Linked DNA regions of Mus musculus: region 1 is linked to region 2. A link is a contact called in public Micro-C data. All regions are on one chromosome and are shown on one strand. Each heading gives the region's core, a stretch centred on a gene start, on an enhancer-like site or on the middle of the called end of the contact. The rest is flanking DNA. Distances are from core to core; before and after follow the strand shown. Region 1 overlaps Gm32742. Region 2 has its middle 11 kb from the start of Gm32681.

What was found. A called contact is a pair of places that touch in the nucleus more often than the background predicts.
Region 1: a contact with region 2 is called in a Micro-C map of the G1E-ER4 cell line. The contact joins two enhancer-like sites. A contact is called at or near these places in 1 of 39 promoter capture datasets (embryonic stem cells), 2 of 15 datasets of contacts at CTCF or cohesin (pro-B cells and stem cell-derived epiblast-like cells), 63 of 484 Hi-C or Micro-C datasets (the AML12 cell line, the Ba/F3 cell line, the C10 cell line and 32 more) and 2 of 115 datasets of contacts at active chromatin or transcription factors (astrocytes and embryonic stem cells).

What each region holds. Positions count from the first base shown.
Region 1 is chr9:51,151,185-51,153,884 of GRCm38.p6, forward strand. It overlaps Gm32742, which reads right to left. Exons shown (of 31, transcript XM_017313740.1): 12 at 1,983-2,098; 13 at 1,219-1,338; 14 at 810-1,045; 15 at 529-650. Among named protein-coding and RNA genes, the nearest start is that of Gm32742, 16 kb to the right of the region's middle. Within about 2 kb of position 1,312, at least 20 of the 459 cell types and tissues checked have an H3K27ac peak or open chromatin away from gene starts, as enhancers often do. A contact at or near this core is called in the G1E-ER4 cell line, where this site is marked.
Region 2 is chr9:51,033,889-51,036,588 of GRCm38.p6, forward strand. No RefSeq gene overlaps it. Among named protein-coding and RNA genes, the nearest start is that of Gm32681, 11 kb to the right of the region's middle. Within about 2 kb of position 1,408, at least 6 of the 459 cell types and tissues checked have an H3K27ac peak or open chromatin away from gene starts, as enhancers often do. A contact at or near this core is called in the G1E-ER4 cell line, where this site is marked.

The sequences.
Region 1 (2,700 bases), core at 62-2,561, 120 kb after region 2:
TGCTCCCCAGGATAGAGACTTTTTAATTTTTTTTTTTTTTGAGTTGAGCACAGAGCATCACCATTGCAATGTCCAGTATCCTCAGATTACAGGCTAGGTAAAGGTCCTTTGGGGGAAAGTTTTGTGGGTACTGAGGTGGGGCTGAGAACTTCTAGAACTTGCTCTGCCTTTAACGGATATCTTTTCAAGGCAAACCCAGCATTTTCCAAACCTGACTGTTCACATTTATCTGCTAGGCTTTTATTTTCAAGAAGTGTCATATGGTTTGCAAATCTGTCATTTGTGATGCCTTCCTTCCTCATCCTCCCTGTTTCTGAGCTCCCCTCATCTTTTGTGTGGGGCCATTGAACAGGAACTCCCTCCTGTTCCCAGGGTTCCTCGCGTCCTTCCCCTTCCACTTCTGCCTCTGCAGGTGTTTTAGGGGAAGGACTTAGGTCTTTGAGGTGCCTAACGTCCTGAATGCAGGGATTTAGTTTCAACATACGGACTAAGTTCCCATAGGTCCTTGATGAGGCCATCAGTGCTTACCTGCCTGTAGCAGCTCCGCCCCTGTTCCAGTGTCCAGGAAACCCCAAGCCTTCAAGCGGTGACCTTCTTGCAGCATGGCCTGGGACAAGCGGCCCAGCAGAGTGTCCAGCCGAGAATCCACCCTGCAGAGACACATATGGCATGCCGGTCAGAGTGCAGAGACAATGAGAGATGGAAAAAGGACACTTAACGTCGCTACTGCTGGAACTCTGTGAAGCCATCCATACTCTCTTTCCCTGGTTTGCATTCCACCCTCTGATTCAGGCTAACCAGGTACATACTCTCCAGGGCTTTGCCCAGGCTGTGGGGACGTCTCTGGGCTAGAGCTTGCAGATGCCTTCAGCAGCCACCGAGCTTCCATCAACGCTGAGTAGAAAGAGGCCCACTGGTCCTGCCTGGCACAGAGGTCTTGGTGAAGGAGCTCCAGTTGGTGAGCAAGGCTTGCTGCATACTCGCCCACCAGGCTTCGCCTCTGCCTAGACTCTTCCTCTGCAGCCATGGCAACTGCCTTAGCGGCCTGGGTCAAAGACACATTGCCCCTTTTACCTGTAGGGCTCCAAGCACCAGGGCTGGTGGGGTGGGGACGGGGGGCGGGGGCAGGGAGGAGGGACGGGGTGGGGAGGGGACAGGGCTTGGGGACTGTGAGAGGGCACAGAGGCTGGGTGGGAAGGTGCAAATTCAAAGTCCAACCTCTTGTTGCTTTCTCTGGATTAGAATCTGGTTAGTGGAAGCTGAGGTGCCACGCTGAGCACCCCACAGCTGCCGGAGAGAACCAGCTTCATTCAGAAGTTTGCGGTAGAGGACTTTGAGCTGAGAGAGAGGAATTAGTCAGTCTTGACTACCACCCAAGAGCCACCAGCTTTTTACTGTAAGCTTAGAGCGCCCTCTACTGCCAATATCTGGAGAGATGGCAGAGAACCGGCTTCTGAGGACACTTGGAAGAAATGGATAAAACTGGCAAGAATAAAGTTCTCCCCTCAAGTCAATGCTGGGGATCAAACCTCATGCATACAACACGCCAGGCGGATGCTGTCACTGAGATATATCTCCAGCTCCTGGCCAGTTTGGATACTTAGACTTCTAATGTATTGACTTATTTCCAATGTCTGTCACTGAAGACCAGGGATAGGAATCTAAGGCCTATTTGGCTTTGCCTGCCTGCCTGCCTGCCTGCCTGCCTGCCTGCCTGCCTGCCTGCCTGCCTCCCTCCCTCCCTCCCTCCCTCCCTCCCTCCCTCCCTCCCTCCCTCCCTCCCTCCCTTCCTTGTCAATTAGTCTATACGTTTCTTAATATCAGTCCTAATTAATCTGAAATTTTCTATCTTTCCTTTGCCCCGGAGTTCTTTAGGCTCCATCCCACGTCCCATTCATCCCCCCTCCCCCATTGCATCCACTTCCAGCCCTGCTTGTCTCTGCTGGCCATGAACAGAAGCACCTTTTGGGCCTTCCAGTTACCTCCTTGTTGATTTGGCTGAGACTGGCCGTCACTGTCAGAGACTGCCGATGCAGTATCCCAAAGAAGACCTCTGTGTCAAACCATTCTAGGTCTACCTGGTCCTCCCAGGTCCCACCTGTGCGAGGGATGGGCGTATGATTAGCGTCCCCACACGCAGATCTAGACACACCTTCAACGTATCTTCTTCCAGGTTCTCAGCAGATTCAGTCTGTCTCCTAAAGGCATGATGCTTGCATGGACCACAAGTGTTTCTGAGAAACTTGACCGGAATGCAGAACGCTGTGCCTGACCCCTGCCTTGTGGAGTCAGAAGACCATGGACCTCCCTCCCCACTGCTGCAAAGCCTTATGCATACTGAAGTTCTAGAGGCACAACTTAAACCCAACCCTGCTCTCTGACTGAACTTTGAGTGGCAACAGTTGGAAGGGGAGCTTCAGCAGGATGTACAATACGATCTGCAATTTGCCCCTCGGTGGTGGAACAACATAACTTGTAAGAATATAACACACCCTCCATGCTGACAGTAAAGAAAGCACTGAGTACGCAGAGACATGGAGGCAGCCTGGGTCCAACTAGCCTTCTCTCCAAGAAAAGACCCAGTCGACTATCTCACACCCACATTTGCATATCTCTGGCCTCTGTCTTATAGTCTATAAACTGTCCTGGTGGATAGAAATTAGATTCTTTCTCTGATTGGGCCAACCTAAAAATAAATTG
Region 2 (2,700 bases), core at 158-2,657:
ATCTCCATTTGGTTCCCAGAATCCATACTCAGCAGCTCACAGCTTCCTGTAACTTCAGCTTTGGAGAATCTGACATCCCCCTCTGGTTATTCTGCGGGCACCTGCATACATGGCATACATACACACAGACACAAATCTTTAAAAAAAAATCTAAAAAAATAAAACATTCAAATCAGTCTATTTCATGGAGAAACACAGGGCTTCTTAGGGAAATTATTGATTTCGTGTTGGAAATAGGAAATATACCATATTAAGTAAGCTTAGAAAATCTTGCAATACCAGAAAATCAGGAAGGTATCCAATTGGATCTAGACTTAATCACATCCAGCACCAGATTCAATATCTTTTATTTTGTAATATATGTAACAAAGAGCTTAGCTGAATTCAAAACAAACTCAGAGTTGCTGCCATTACTTCTGTTCATCTTTAACTATCTTTAGGCAATGAAGGCTTATCTAAATTGACTCCTAAATCTTTCAGACAAGACTCTAATACTTTTGGATAACTTCCCCTGCCCTTTTAAAATAGTGGGTCTCACTATTTAGCCCTAGCTGGCCTGGAACTCACGATGTAGAACAGAGTAGGCTCAAGCTCCCAGTGATCCTCCTGTGATCCTCTGCCTCTGTCTCCCAAATTCTGAGATTAAAGGGGACTGTCACTCGGCCCAGCGAACACCTGCACTATTAAACAGAAAGGCAGAACCACCATGCTTGCCACTGCCTGAGAGATGAAGTCGTACCTTTCACGTGCGCTGCTCACAACCTAATGCAAGCAATTTTATTCCTGGTTTAAAAAACGTTTTAACTTGCATCATTCTTTATTTGTGAATTGTTTCTCTCCTTCTACCACGTGGGTCATGGAGATCCATCAAAGGTCATCAGCTTTGGCAGCAAGCACCTTTCCCCACTGCGCCATCTCCTGGCCCCCATTTCTGACTTTTATGATACTGATAACTAGGTGATGACCTCACAGATATGATAACAAGCCAAGGAACTAGCTGGCTGTTCTTGGTAATATCTCGAGTTTTTCCCTACAATGCTGCTTTCTTCCTTGGAGAGTTTAGTTGTTCTGTATGCTGTCCTTTGGGAAAATAGTAAACGTAAAAATTATTGAAGACTTTGTGTTTGTTTCTCGTTTCACTCTGGGTAATTATGGAAGCTGGGTGAAAGGCGCTCTGGGTCCATTTGCTCAGGCCTAGTTTCATGTATGTTCTTAAATTCCCTTAATAAAAACTAAAACAGCAATGGGGCCTTTACAAAGTGTCTAAGAGATGTTTCCTACAGAGCTCTCCTACAAAGAGGAAGGACTTAGTCTAGTGTGGCAGTCTCCACACTTTAAAGGCTACTCCGAGGCTGTTCTCAGTTTTAAAGCCCAAGCAGCCAGTACAAATGACAAAGTTCTGCTATCTGCTGCTGAAGATCAAGGAAGGTTATCTTTTGTGGTCATGAAGCTGGAGTTTTTTTGACCTCACTAGTGAGATTAGAATCCTCCATGTCAAATGGCAATGAAAGGAACTAGAGTTTCTATATTATTTGCTGCATTTGGAGAGTATGTAAAAAATAGACTCAAAAGCCATAGCAACTGAAAAATACTTATTTTAATCAGTTCTTGAGAAGCAGATGTTGGTGTATAACTTCAGGATTGGCTTCTACAGCATCAATATTGGCAGATGCAATTCACAACAAGGTCCTACAGCTCTCTCTCCCTCCCTCTGTCCCTCCCTCCCTCCTCCCTCTCTTTCTTAATCATATATTAACTTACTTTATAAACCCTTTTGGGAAACAAAATCTGCTTCCTGGGCAATTCCTTTAGAGTTTTCTCGGCTTTGTTATCATTATTATGTATTATACGTTCCTATTAACTATAGAAAGAGACTGCTTTCAACTGCAATGCAGTCAACTACACACATTGCACCTCGTCATTTATATACTTAACAAGTACTTATTAATATACAGCACACAAAGTATTCTAGACATTCTAGAAAGGTATAAAATTGAATCAGAAATATACTCTGAACTTAGTTACTTTCAGCTCAATAAAGAAAGCTGTAGTCTAGGCATAAAGCTAAGTGCTAGCACCTCTGAACAAACTTTTTTTTTTACTTCATGTTCCTGAATTAATTAAGACAGGCAATACTGGATCTCTAGAAGACCTTACGAGGCAAACTTAAAGCTGTCTTGTTAAGGACAATACAGAGTATCCAGGCAAAGTGGAAGGAGGAAGAGTGTATGCTTAAAATAGAGTGCATCAAGGAAGCAGAGTCCTGGGTTGAGGGAGAGGCGTGGGGGAAGGGAGGTAACAGGACAAGCCTACATCTAGTTTCTTTGCTAATGCAGAGACTTGATCATTCAGTGGATTGTACTCTGGGACACCAAGTTTCAAGATTATACACAAACCAAAATAGCAACTTGTTAATCTGTAATAAAATGAATATCCTGTAGACCAGAATGCCTATATAATATGCTTCACAGTTCTGGCATCAGAATTGGAGTAAGGTGTATGATCAGCAATCTGTCTTCCAGCCTCTTGTCTGCATCTCTGCAGCATGGTCAGAGACCTGGGTCTACGATTTCCAGTCTCTTGTCTACATCTCTGCAATATGGATTGAATTACTCGGGGGACAGGCTAAACTTGAAGGCTTTGTTTCCTGGAGGTACACACTGATTACCATATTTCTCCTTTGGCTGTTTTCAATGCCAT